Linked DNA regions of Mus musculus: regions 1 and 2 are each linked to region 3. Evidence: chromatin contacts called from public Micro-C data. All regions are on one chromosome and are shown on one strand. Each heading gives the region's core, a stretch centred on a gene start, on an enhancer-like site or on the middle of the called end of the contact. The rest is flanking DNA. Distances are from core to core; before and after follow the strand shown. Region 1 holds the start of Rbl2 (RB transcriptional corepressor like 2). Region 2 holds the start of Aktip (thymoma viral proto-oncogene 1 interacting protein). Region 3 holds the start of Tox3 (TOX high mobility group box family member 3).

Region 1 (3,870 bases), core at 1,085-3,584, 720 kb before region 3:
CAAATCGATTTCAGGAAAACAGTTGAGAGAATTCTAAAGCAGATGGTAAGTATTAATGATCAAGTGTGCTTTATTTCCTCTGTATGTTTTCAGACAACTGCTGGTCTACATTACTTATTCTCCAGTATTCCTGACCGGAAACTCATGCATCAGGGAGTTTTAGGTTTCACCCACTGCTTTCTTCCCAGTACCTAGAAAACCTATGGCAAGAGATAGGGGCTCAGGAAATACTCCAAAATGAACAAGTATTCGTGCCAGTATAGGGCTGTCCTAGATGTGCTAAGATAGACACCATGACTAAAAGCAACTTGGGGAGGAAAGGGTTACAGGCTATCATTGGGAGCTCCAGGCAGGAACTGGGAGGCAAGAGCTGAAACAGCTAATGAGGCCTCCCTTATACAGTCCAGGACCAGGAGGGGCAGCATAGCCCACTGTGGGCGACATCAATTAGCAACTAAGAGCATGCCCCACAGGCATGCCCACCATCCATCTGATGATAGAGCATGCCCACCGTCCATCTGATGATAGAGCATGCCCCACAGGCATGCCCACCTCCATGCCCCACAGGCATGCCCACCATCCATCTGATGGAGGTGACTCCTCAGATGAGGCCTCCCCATTCCCAGGTGTGTCAAGTTGACAACTGAAGCTATGGCAAGGGTCAACTGGGCTAAGAATCGAGATTAAAACCTCACTAACCAATCCAAATAAGACATAAATAATAAACAAACAAATAAATAGAACGCCTCAGCCAAACAAGAAATAGTGACTATGTTTTCAAAACGATTTACTAGTCGAGCTGGCAAGGCTGAGCAGGTAAAGGCACTAGCTGACCAACAGATTTAACAGACTTGCAGTGATCCACGGGTGAAAAGATAGACTGACTCCCCAAAGCCGTCCTCTGACCAACACACACACACACACACACACACACACACACACACACACACACACACACTAATTTACTAAGCATCTGTTAAATGCCACTTGCATATGTGACACCAGGCTTCATATGACTTAGTCTGTGATTTGAAGTCTCTGCTATGTTATAATACTCATTCTTGCTAATTTACAGCGTCATCTCTAAGGTGAAGTAAGAATTCGTTTGGGAGTATTTGTGTCCTTCAAACCAGAAGTTCTCCTCTTTGCCTGGCTATCGGAAACACTGGGTAAGGAAGGCGGCTACGGTCTCTTCAGCCAGACTGCTTCAGTCTAGGAAATTTTCTGCACACATACACACATTGCTTTAGTTAAGCTTTAGGTAAGCACTTTGAAGTGGGCACAAGTAACAAAACTGCTCACACAACATAACTGAGTTTCACTGTGGTTAAAAACTTGTCCAGAGTCACTCAGACACAGGTCTAAAGCTGCCATGTTTCTTTTTTTTGTGAGTGTAACAAATGGAGAGAGGGGAATTCGATGTGTGTCGATTTTTAAAAAAATAGAAATAAACCGACTCAGAAGAATGGCACAAGTACATCCATATCATAGTTAAATAACACCTTGCTTAGCCTTCGGGTCGGGGGCCTCTTTGCTCTGCTACTTCGATAAGCTTCCATATATAAAATCAAAGGGTCATACGCACAGGCAGCTGAAAAACAATCCGGACTTCCGTGTCACTTCCCATTGGCCCATACAGGGGAGGTGCCTGCAGAGTTGACAGGCACTAGCCCGAATAGCCATTTTCGTCAACTGCAAAGCCCCGTCCCAAGAACGGAACATAACAAGCCTACACCTGGATGACAGCCAAAAAGAGTGCCCAAGTTCAGCAACAAATGTTGTGTGTCTACACCCGCTTTTCATCTGCCCGGGGGGTGGGGGACAATAAATCCTAAGCCATTCTCACACGTAAGCAAGCCTGAAACTTAATGAGTTTCCTCTGACGGCCGCAAAGCCAGGGGGAGGCAATGGTGCGGGGCAAACGACCAAGTGATCCTAGGGCCACCCCGAGTCCCCGATCTCCACGGAGGATCTGAGCACGCACCTCCAGCGTGTAGCTCTCGCTCATGCTGCGGTAGCTGCTCCAGGCCTCGGCGCGCGCCGCCTCGTCCATGTTGAGGCGGCTGCACAGCTCCTCGAACCGCTGCTGGATCTGATGGCTCGGGGACCCCGCGGGCTGCGCGCGATCCGCGGCGTCGCCATCCTCCTCCTCTTCCTCCGAGCTGGCTGCAGCAGCTGGAGGAGGCGGTGGCGACTGGTTGCCTCCAGATGCCATGGCGCACCCCGAGGCCGCGGCTCTTCAGATGCGCTCAGGGCCCGGGCCCGCAGCCATTCAAACCGCGAAGCGCCGGCCCGTCAGCAGCCTGTCCTGCTACTGTGCCGCCCCCAAAGTTCCTCAGTCCCATGCGGGCACCCGTAGGTCTGAGCACGGCCTGCTGGGAAATGTAGTCTCGGCCGGGATCTCAGGGAGACCAAAAGTCATGGAAGAAGAAAGCAAAAAACGAGCTGTGCATCATTTAGGGGTGAATGGACACGTCCTCTACCGTTTTAAAAAGCATCTCTCAATAGTGAGACCATTCAGAAGGCTCGTTTGAAGAGAAAAAGACCAAGAAATATCGACAGGATTTAGTATATAAGCCCTTTACACACATCCTCACCTAGAGGTCCTCAGATAGTAAAGCTAAAAGGTCCAAAGTAAAGATAATAGTTTGCCTGCCCTTTCTAGTCTCTGTTGCTGAGATAAACACGGACTGTAACCAACTCGGAGAGGAAAGGGCTTATTTCATTTTAGTCTTTACAGTTCATCATTGACGGAGGTTAAAGCAGGACGCTGCTTACTGACTTAGCTCCCCGTTGCTTTATCAGCTACTTTCTTAATACAACGCCACCCCCGCGGCCGCCACCTCCCTAGGCAAGACCCACAGGTCAATCCAACAGAGAGGATTCCTCAAGTGACACTCCTATGTCAACGCTATCAATGGCAAAGGTATATTGAGCTAAGAATTGATCTCACTTCACCAAACAAAAACAAAATAAAAAACCCTCAACCCTCAACCCTCAATCACACAAATAATCATGAATGTGTTTTCAAGAATAACTTAAAATGTATATTAGCTATCACATAACTGCTCCTAGATACGGCTAAAGTTTCTTACAGATAAAAGGAAGAGCGTAGAGCAGGGACATCTGAGTGAGTCCAGAGTGGACATGACCCTGAGCCACCTGAGGGAGGAGAGTGCGGGGAGGGGGCGCGGGAGGTGAAGGGAGAGAGGGGAGAGAGGGGAACCAGGTGCAGCAGCTAGAAGGCCCAAAGGTACACCGAGCTAGAAACTAAAATGTCTGGATTATATAGGAAAGCACAGCCCACCCCTTGAGCTGGAGAGTTTTGGGTAGGGGGCTGGCTATGGTAACAGGTAGAGGTTGAGGGCTACCAGGAGAACAGAGCAGCCAGGTCCTCTTTGATATGTTAAATAGGCACCTCAGCCTTTTGTCCCCGGGCTTGAAACTTTCCTATATTTATGATTTGAGGTGTTAAAGCTACCGAATCTCTAACTAAGCTTAGATATGAAGGGAATTTCAAAGAATTTGCTCACGGAAAAGAAACTTTTAAGGCACATTGCATGGGCTTAAGTGGTGAAGAGAATCTAGTGGAGATAAACACATTGATTGAAAAGGGCTGGGGAGATTCTCAGTGGCAAAAAAAAAATCCCTCACCTGAGATCAACCTGTATAACTCACATGTGTTGCGGGAGCAGGTGTTAAAAGCCAGGAATGGAGGGTTGGCTTGTAATCTCAGCAGCGGGGGGTGGGGTGGGGGGGGCGTGGAGGTGTGTGGGGAGGTGGAGGGGTGGGGGGGGGTGGAGGGGGGCGGGGGGGGGGGAGAACATAAGCTGGTGGAGTCCTGAGGAGAGTCTCACTTGCTGGCCAGTG
Region 2 (3,444 bases), core at 166-2,665, 790 kb before region 3:
CAGAGACAGAGGCAGAGACATCTGGGAGAGTGAACATCCCCAGACTGAGCTGCGCCACCTGAGGAGATGTGGAAACAGAGAGCTAGAAGGGGAGCTGCCAACCAAGAGAGGCAGCTTGGTCTAAGAGACTGGCTAAGAGAGTAAGGGGTAAACTGAAAGGAGCAGGTAACCAAAATGGCTGAGTTACATGGGGAAGGGCTTCTAGGGAGAAAGGCAGCATGTTTCCCGGGCGGGGAAAAATTAGAGTAGGGGCCAGACATATCTTGTAACAAGTAGGGACTAAGGGATGCAGGCCACAGTAGAAACAGAGACTGTAGGCTGCAAGTCTGGCCATTTAAGATTTACACAGCCAAATATTGCCAGATTTCTTCCTTCCTTCCTTCCTTCCTTCCTTCCTTCCTTCCTTCCTTCCTTCCTTCCTTCTTTTTTTTTTTTTTTGGGGGGGGGGGTTCAAGACAGGGTTTTTCTGTGTAGCCCTGGCTGTCCTGGAACTCTGTAGACCAGGCTGGCCTAGAACTCGGAAATCTGCCTACCACTGCCTACCAAGTGCTGGGATTAAAGGCGTGCGCGCCACCACTGCCCGGCGCCAGAATTATTTCTTAAGTACATCAGTGTTGTTCGATAATAGTCGTTACAGAGGGTCATCTTGGCCACTGGGCAGAATTATGCTTTTCTCCAGAGAAACGGGGCTTTATGTCAGGCCAGAACTTCAGGATGCTTGTATCCGTTAGAGACACGTTCTTTGATACGCTAATGTGTTTAATGGCTGGTTGTAAATCAGGGTTGTCTTTTTTTTGGTTATGGGAATGGAACCTAATGCACATCAATCCCCGGGAAGAAACATTTACAGAATTCTTTCTAACAAGCCTGATAACTTTGGATTTATTGTAAAGGTAGCACTACCTCAGCTAAATTCTACTCTGTGTCACTTATTGTCTCCTAAGCAAGTTGATTAATAAATCCCATCACTCCCACCAGGGAGCTGCAGACCTCCCTCTCCAGCCAGTGGCTCAGAGTCCAGGCCTGGATACCGGCTGACGCTTGGCGGAGCCAAGAGCTAGCAGCAATCACTGCCGGAGACTGGCTATAGTGGCTGCCGCATAAACCTCTGGGTGGGTATCCATGGTGACTGACACACGCCACGTCCAATGGCGGCCTGGTGCCTGTTTGTTTCTCGTCCCAGCCTCCCCAGGGATTGAAGCTTCTTTGACTGACAGCTCGTCCCTGGGCGCTGTTACGTAAGGGGGAGGTACGAGCGCGGCCCCACCCGAGCGGCGCTAACTTGATTGGCAGGACGGAGCTCCAAGCCCCAACACCTCCCGGAAGTACGTTTTTGATGGACGGCGAGAGAGAGCCATTCGGCATGGGTATCCGAGCGGAAGCGCCCAGTCTAGGGCGTGTCCAGGGCGTGTCCCGCTGAGGGCAGGGCGGGGCGGGGCTCTGCGGGAGAGGAGCGGCAGGGGCCGGGCTGCAGGACAGCCGGAGATGCTGTTGGCCCGCGGTGGCGCTCGGCCCCCAGCGCTCCGCACCGAGGGCATCCAGGTAAGCGTCTCACCTCTGGGCTGGTGGCTACCGAGTCGTCAGGACAGAGGGTTTGTGTCCGCGGCCCGGCGTTCGGTTCCCTGGGGTGCGCTAGGGACCGGGGCGACGGCGGCCGCGCGGGGACACGGGGGCGGGGCCGCACCTGTGCGCTGCAGGCACCTGCTGCACCCGAGGAAGAGGGCGGCAGGGTTGGTGGCGCTCTGCTCCGCTTGGTCTGCCCCTCCTGCGCTGGGTCCCGTCTGTCTGGCGAGGGGCTGACATGAAGCCCCAGGCTCTCGGCCTCGGCTGCAGACTAGCGGGCCCAGCCAGCCTCCAACTCGCTTCCAGGCTAGGGCCGGGCACCAGCCTTACATCACCTCGGGACAGGTTTGTCCAGATTCTCTACGTGCTCCGAAATGGGATTGTGCCCCGGGCCAGGGTGCCCGGCCCAGCTAGCTGCCCAGCCAGCCGGGCTGTCGGAGGCCCGGGCTGTTTACTTTTCCTCGGTCCTGTCTGGTGGCCTCTTAATGTGGAATTTCGTAAACCCTTTTTGGGGTGATAACATTAGTTAGCTCTGTGTCACAGAAGAACGATGGTAGCTAGGTCTCATTGGCCCTCTGCGGTATACTCACTGTCGCATAGGTGAAGATGCAGACTTCGCTCAGCTGTGTAAATGCATGCAATCATTTTTTTTTTTTAAGAGTCAGAGGAGCAGGAAGTCTGGTGGTATTTTCTGCGAATAAGGATGGAACCTGTTTTCCTTACATCTGTCATTACTATTGGACGATGTCATGCTATGCTTATGGTAGATTGCTCATCTAGCAAACTGTAGTTTCTGAAAAGTTGGCTACGGTTCCTTGTGCTTATGTTGCTATTGGAACCACTGAGTTAAAAATATGGCTGCGCTGGACGGTACATGGTACCTTTTGGAGGAACTGAGGGCCATGTACTGAATTTTTAAAGGCAGAAGACATGAAAGGTGCCCAGTGCCAGTACATTTACAAATAGGAAATGCCACGCCTCTCAAGAGGTGAAGAAAAACCTTGAGAAAACATGTGTGTCTAGGCAGTGGGTTACTAGTCCTTAAGGAAAATATATAGTTTTCATTTGAGCCAAACAGGAACATAACCCTCCTTGAATTTTTGATGCACTATGGTGTCAGCCACCTTTAAAAGCAGGTTTGCAAAGCCCTACCTGGCTGCAAGTCAGCAAGTTAGTGGGAGAAGTGGGATCCCTGTCCTCTGGTTTAATTACTGGGTGACACTGTCTCCTGGAAAGCACGGCAGCAGTTATAGGCACTGGCTGGTACCCACCCATGGATGCTATATGCCCACAAGGCACTGCTGATTAGAGATACTGGTATAGCATTGCTTCTTAGAAATGTGAGTTTTGACCCCTTTCACCTTCAGGGATATAAATAAGAAGCCATCCTTTTAAACTCAGCAGACTTTGTGGAGGGAGTCTTGCAGCTGAGCTGGCTACTTTTGTGTCTGTCTTTGTATATTTACTAAGCCACCCACTGACCTTGTGGTCTTTGAAACCTGGTTTCTTTTTTTTTTTTTTTTTAAAGATTTATTTATTGATTATATGTAAGTACACTGTAGCTGTCTTCAGACACTCCAGAAGAGGGCATCAGATTTCATTAGGGATGGTTGTGAGCCACCATGTGGTTGCTGGGATTTGAACTCTGGACCTTCGGAAGAGCAGTCGGGTGCTCTTACCCACTGAGCCATCTCACCAGCCCGAAACCTGGTTTCTTATCCACTACCTGAAGTGTCTCTCTCCTTTGAACCCTCTGTGAATGTACGCATTTGAAATTCCTCAGGTGCAGAATACTGCAGAATTTTATACTGTATTTTTAGTACTTTAAACAAACCTCCTTTTGCTAGGAATACCAGTTACCTGTATTCCCTGTAGGTTAAG
Region 3 (3,936 bases), core at 1,131-3,630:
ACTCTGATGCCCCAAGCACATGTCTGGTCTCACAGTCCCATTCACCCCTCCCCCAATACTCACACTTTTGCTTACATCGCACTCTAAACTAAAGCGCAGACTTGTGAGTGTAGTCTCCTCTCAAAGGCTTCTGCGTGACAGGCAGAGGCTGTATAGGGAAAAGCAAAAAATCTAAAATAGTGGCCAAGAGTGGTATGGGGTGTGAGCAGGCATTCCTAAACCCAGAGAGTCTAGGGGCAAGGCTCTCACAGTTTCTATGAGTGCAACCCACTAGCTCCTGTAATTCCAGCTTCTGCAGCTAGTGGGATTTCTGCAGCAGAGTATTTATGTGCCAGATTCAGGAGGTCTGATTACAACTTCAGGTTCTCCCTCGGCAACTTTGTTTATACTTTACTTCATCCTCTGTAATCAAGCTCAGATTGCTTGAGATGCAAGGCAGATAGACTGTAAGGTGAGGGAGAGATAGGAGTGTGCAGAGAGAAAAGCTCATCTGCCCGGCCTTTGATGCTTGCTCCCTTTAAGGGTTACCCGGTAGGAATATTCTTTTCTGGTACCCTGGGCCAGCGGTTTCTTCTCTCCCTTGGTCAGACCCTGCACTTTGCCACTATTGTTAGATACTCATAGTGAAACTTAAAAGATGTTCTCTTTCGGGACAACAGGTGGCCACTGCAACCTCTAGTTCTGATTGGTGGAAAGGCCACAGGCGCCCAGTGGCCCAGAGAAAGGGCCTCCACTTCACCGTTTCAAGAACTTACTCAATGGGGTGTTGTCCTGATAACATCTCAGCACACTGCCAATTTGTGCAACCCGCTGGGCCATTAGGGAGCGCCGCTGGGTTGTCAACAGTAAATGGAGACTCAGGAGAGGGGACCAAAGCCTCTTCAGGAGGGGGGAATTAAGAGTCAACCCAGTGACAATGTGGGGAGTTGTTCCTTCTCTGAATACACAGGGCTCTCTTAGGCAGTCCCCTGACAAGTTTCTGCTAAGAACACACACACACACACACACACACACACACACACACACACACACACACACACACACACACACATTTCCACCTAATTGAAGTTTATTTTTCTTGCTTGGTTCCTGAAGTATAGTATTGAGTGAAGGAAGGTACACATAGGTGTTGCAAGCTGGAGAACACTTAGAAATCCGTGCATGTCTGGAAAAGTTCAGGTCCCAGACCAGCGAAGTGATCCAGGCCCCACACCTTTAGAGACTGTCAGTTGAAATAGTTTAACATCTTTCCCTTCTAGTTCAAAGTAGTTCGCAGATAACTGAACCGAGAAAGGGAGATCTCACAGCTCAGCCAACATTTTCTAGCGCCAAGGCTGAAGGCCAAACTTTCAAATTAACTCAGAGCAATAAAGCCAAGGGTGGTGGTGATGGTGGGGGTATGGGGGCGGAGGGTGGGGGGAGAGAAATGTAGATTAAAAGAAAGAGAAAGAAATAAGAGGGTGGGTGGGTGCAGCGTGGGGAAGTTAATCACCCAGAACCTTTTAGGAAAAGAGGGACATTTTCTCTAGGAGAGCAGCGAGTGATCCGCCTAGATCCAGTTACTCAAATGCCTTTCGAAAACAAACAAGAGTAAAGAAAATACAAAGAGACCGGACTTGAGGCTTAACCTGGGAAGCTTCAAGTCTGCTTACTTGTGAAAGGTCAGGCCCTAACACCCCTCTGGTAAAGACCACAGGTGTACATGGGGTTCCGGCTCCTGGCTCAGGAGCCACCTGCACAGGTTAGTTTCTGGGCTGAGTCTATACCGGGGATATCCAAGTAGAAGAGTAAGTAGGGTAGAGGGATTGGGAAACAGGTCCCCCACCAGCAAGAACTGGGACGAGGTGGTAGGGGCAGAAGAGAGGGCTGGGTGAGAAGTGGACGGTTTTGGGATGCTGGGGCCAAGGGAAGCGAGGGTCGCACGGGAGAAGAGTGGGACTCGAGGAGGGACGGTGCTGGCAGCAGCGGGGAGGCCGAGGGAGGCCCGGGAGCGGGGAGAGCGGTGAGGCCGCGGGGACAAAGAGGACCGGGGAGGGAAGGGGTGGGACGGTGAGAGGCCGGGAGAGGAGCGCGCGGTGGCCGGGGCTGCACGGGGCGCGGGGCGGGGCGCGAGCCCGGAGGCGGTCGGCGGCGGAGCGCACCGGCGGGGCGGGCGGCGCGCCAGCTGCCCGCGGTGGGAGGGGCGGAGCGGCAGCGGCGCGGGGAGGGGACCGGCGGCGGCAGGAGGGGGAGCGGCAGGGGAGGGGCCGGGCCCCTTGTCTCCGCGGCTCCTCGGCTCAGTCCGCCCGGGGAGGAGGAGCGGGGCCAGCCGCCGCCGCTGCCGCCGCCGCCGTCCCAGCTTCGCCGCGCACCTGAGCTCGCCGGCCGTCCCGGGCCCACGCGCTGCGCCCCGCGCCCCGGGCGCCCGGCCCGCGCGCAGCCAGCTTCGGTGTCCCGGTGGGGCGCGTCCCTCGGGCCGCCTCCCGCTCTCCCGCGGCTCGCGTGGCCGCGCCTTTGTGTGCTGCAGCCGCAGCTCCCGGGCTCGTCGGCGGCCCCCGCGCGACGCCCCTACAGTCCCACGGCCCGTGCGCTGTCCCCGGGCGCCCCCGGCCGGGCGTCCTCGACGGTGGATCGTACGGCCGCGAGGAGGCGGGTAGCGGCCCCGGCGAGTTCCAGCCCCGGCCCCCAGCCCCCGGCCCCGGCATGGATGTGAGGTTCTACCCCGCGGCGGCCGGGGACCCAGCCGGCCTGGACTTCGCGCAGTGCCTGGGGTACTACGGCTACAGCAAGGTGACCGGGCCGGGGGCGGGGGCCACCTCTCCATCCCGGGCGCGTCCCTCGTCCCGCCTAGCCTGCTGCACTTTCTTTCTGATCTTTCCTTCCCACCCGCTGGCTTCTCGGTGCGCCTTAGTCTCCGACCAACTCTTTTCGTCTTCTCTTTACGTGCCCTTTCTACCCACCTTTTTGTCCCTCTGCTGGCGCTCCCTCTGCCCTCCTGGTCCCCTCCCCCGCTCCCCCTAAAAGCTGTGTGAAGCGCAGTCCCGGGACTGAGCCGAGACTGGCGTGTGATTCTTTGTTGATGTTATTAGTAAACTCGATTGCAACACCCCTACTATGTGTGCATGGGGGTGGGGGGACACGCTACGTAGGGGGTCCCCGATCTCGTGGGCCAGAGATTCCATACCTTCGCAGCCCATCTCACCTCACCCACCCAGTCAGGAGCTGGTCCCCGGGAGCTTGGAGAAGATGAACAAACTTTATAGAGTGTGGCTGGGTCTGGGGTCTGGATCTGGGAAGCCTGAAGTTGCAGGATCCCAGCAGGTGCCTCTTACTTCCCCTGCTCTAGGGCGCTTTGGTCTACTAGACCAAGATGCTCGCCTCTTCCGAGTTAAGGCAGTGGGCTTTCGTATTTTATTTTATTTTGCGGAGGAGGGCGGGTTAAGTTTTTTTTCTTTCATGGAGATCAGAGTTGCAGCTCCACATCATGCCTCAGGGTCACCCCATCTTCCTCACCTCTTGCCGCACAAACTTACAGGAGTAAGCGATTCAGGTGGTCATAGGTGGACCTTGGACGCAGTCAGTGGGCTTCCCGGATCCGGTTGTCTACCTTGCCTACTGCTCCCACCACAGAGCTTTGCGACATAACCCTGAGGGCGATATTCAGAGAAAGAGTCCTGCGCCTTTTGATTGTGTGTGTGTGTGTTGTGTGTGTGTGTGTGTGTGTGTGTGTGTTTCCCCTTCCCCCTGCTCCTCCCTCCTCTCCGACTTTTCTTTCAAATCCTAGTTTGTTTATGATTGCTTGGATAACGGAGGAGGAAATACAGAGGCAGCCAAAAGAAAGGTGCAATACAAAACTAATGAATAAATAACAGGAAGAGGAGGGATTGTATCTAGCGCCGGGATAGTTGACTGTGCCCCTGGCTGATGGAGGTCTGTTCTTCATTGTTTATTCTCTTT

What was found. Hi-C and Micro-C count contacts between places; a contact is called where the count stands out from the background.
Region 1: a contact with region 3 is called in a Micro-C map of embryonic stem cells, with 4 times the contacts expected there. The contact joins the promoter of Rbl2 here to the promoter of Tox3 in region 3. A contact is called at or near these places in 1 of 39 promoter capture datasets (hippocampal neurons) and 1 of 484 Hi-C or Micro-C datasets (embryonic stem cells).
Region 2: a contact with region 3 is called in a Micro-C map of embryonic stem cells, with 6 times the contacts expected there. The contact joins the promoter of Aktip here to the promoter of Tox3 in region 3. A contact is called at or near these places in 1 of 39 promoter capture datasets (embryonic stem cells), 1 of 484 Hi-C or Micro-C datasets (embryonic stem cells) and 1 of 115 datasets of contacts at active chromatin or transcription factors (embryonic stem cells).

Annotation. Positions count from the first base shown.
Region 1 is chr8:91,068,521-91,072,390 of GRCm38.p6, reverse strand. It overlaps Rbl2 (RB transcriptional corepressor like 2), which reads right to left and starts at 2,334. Exons shown (of 22, transcript NM_011250.4): 1 at 1,985-2,334. The coding sequence starts at 2,215.
Region 2 is chr8:91,131,998-91,135,441 of GRCm38.p6, reverse strand. It overlaps Aktip (thymoma viral proto-oncogene 1 interacting protein), which reads left to right and starts at 1,415. Exons shown (of 10, transcript NM_001302266.1): 1 at 1,415-1,542.
Region 3 is chr8:90,346,696-90,350,631 of GRCm38.p6, reverse strand. Tox3 (TOX high mobility group box family member 3) reads left to right here and starts at 2,380. Exons shown (of 7, transcript NM_172913.3): 1 at 2,380-2,769. The coding sequence starts at 2,683.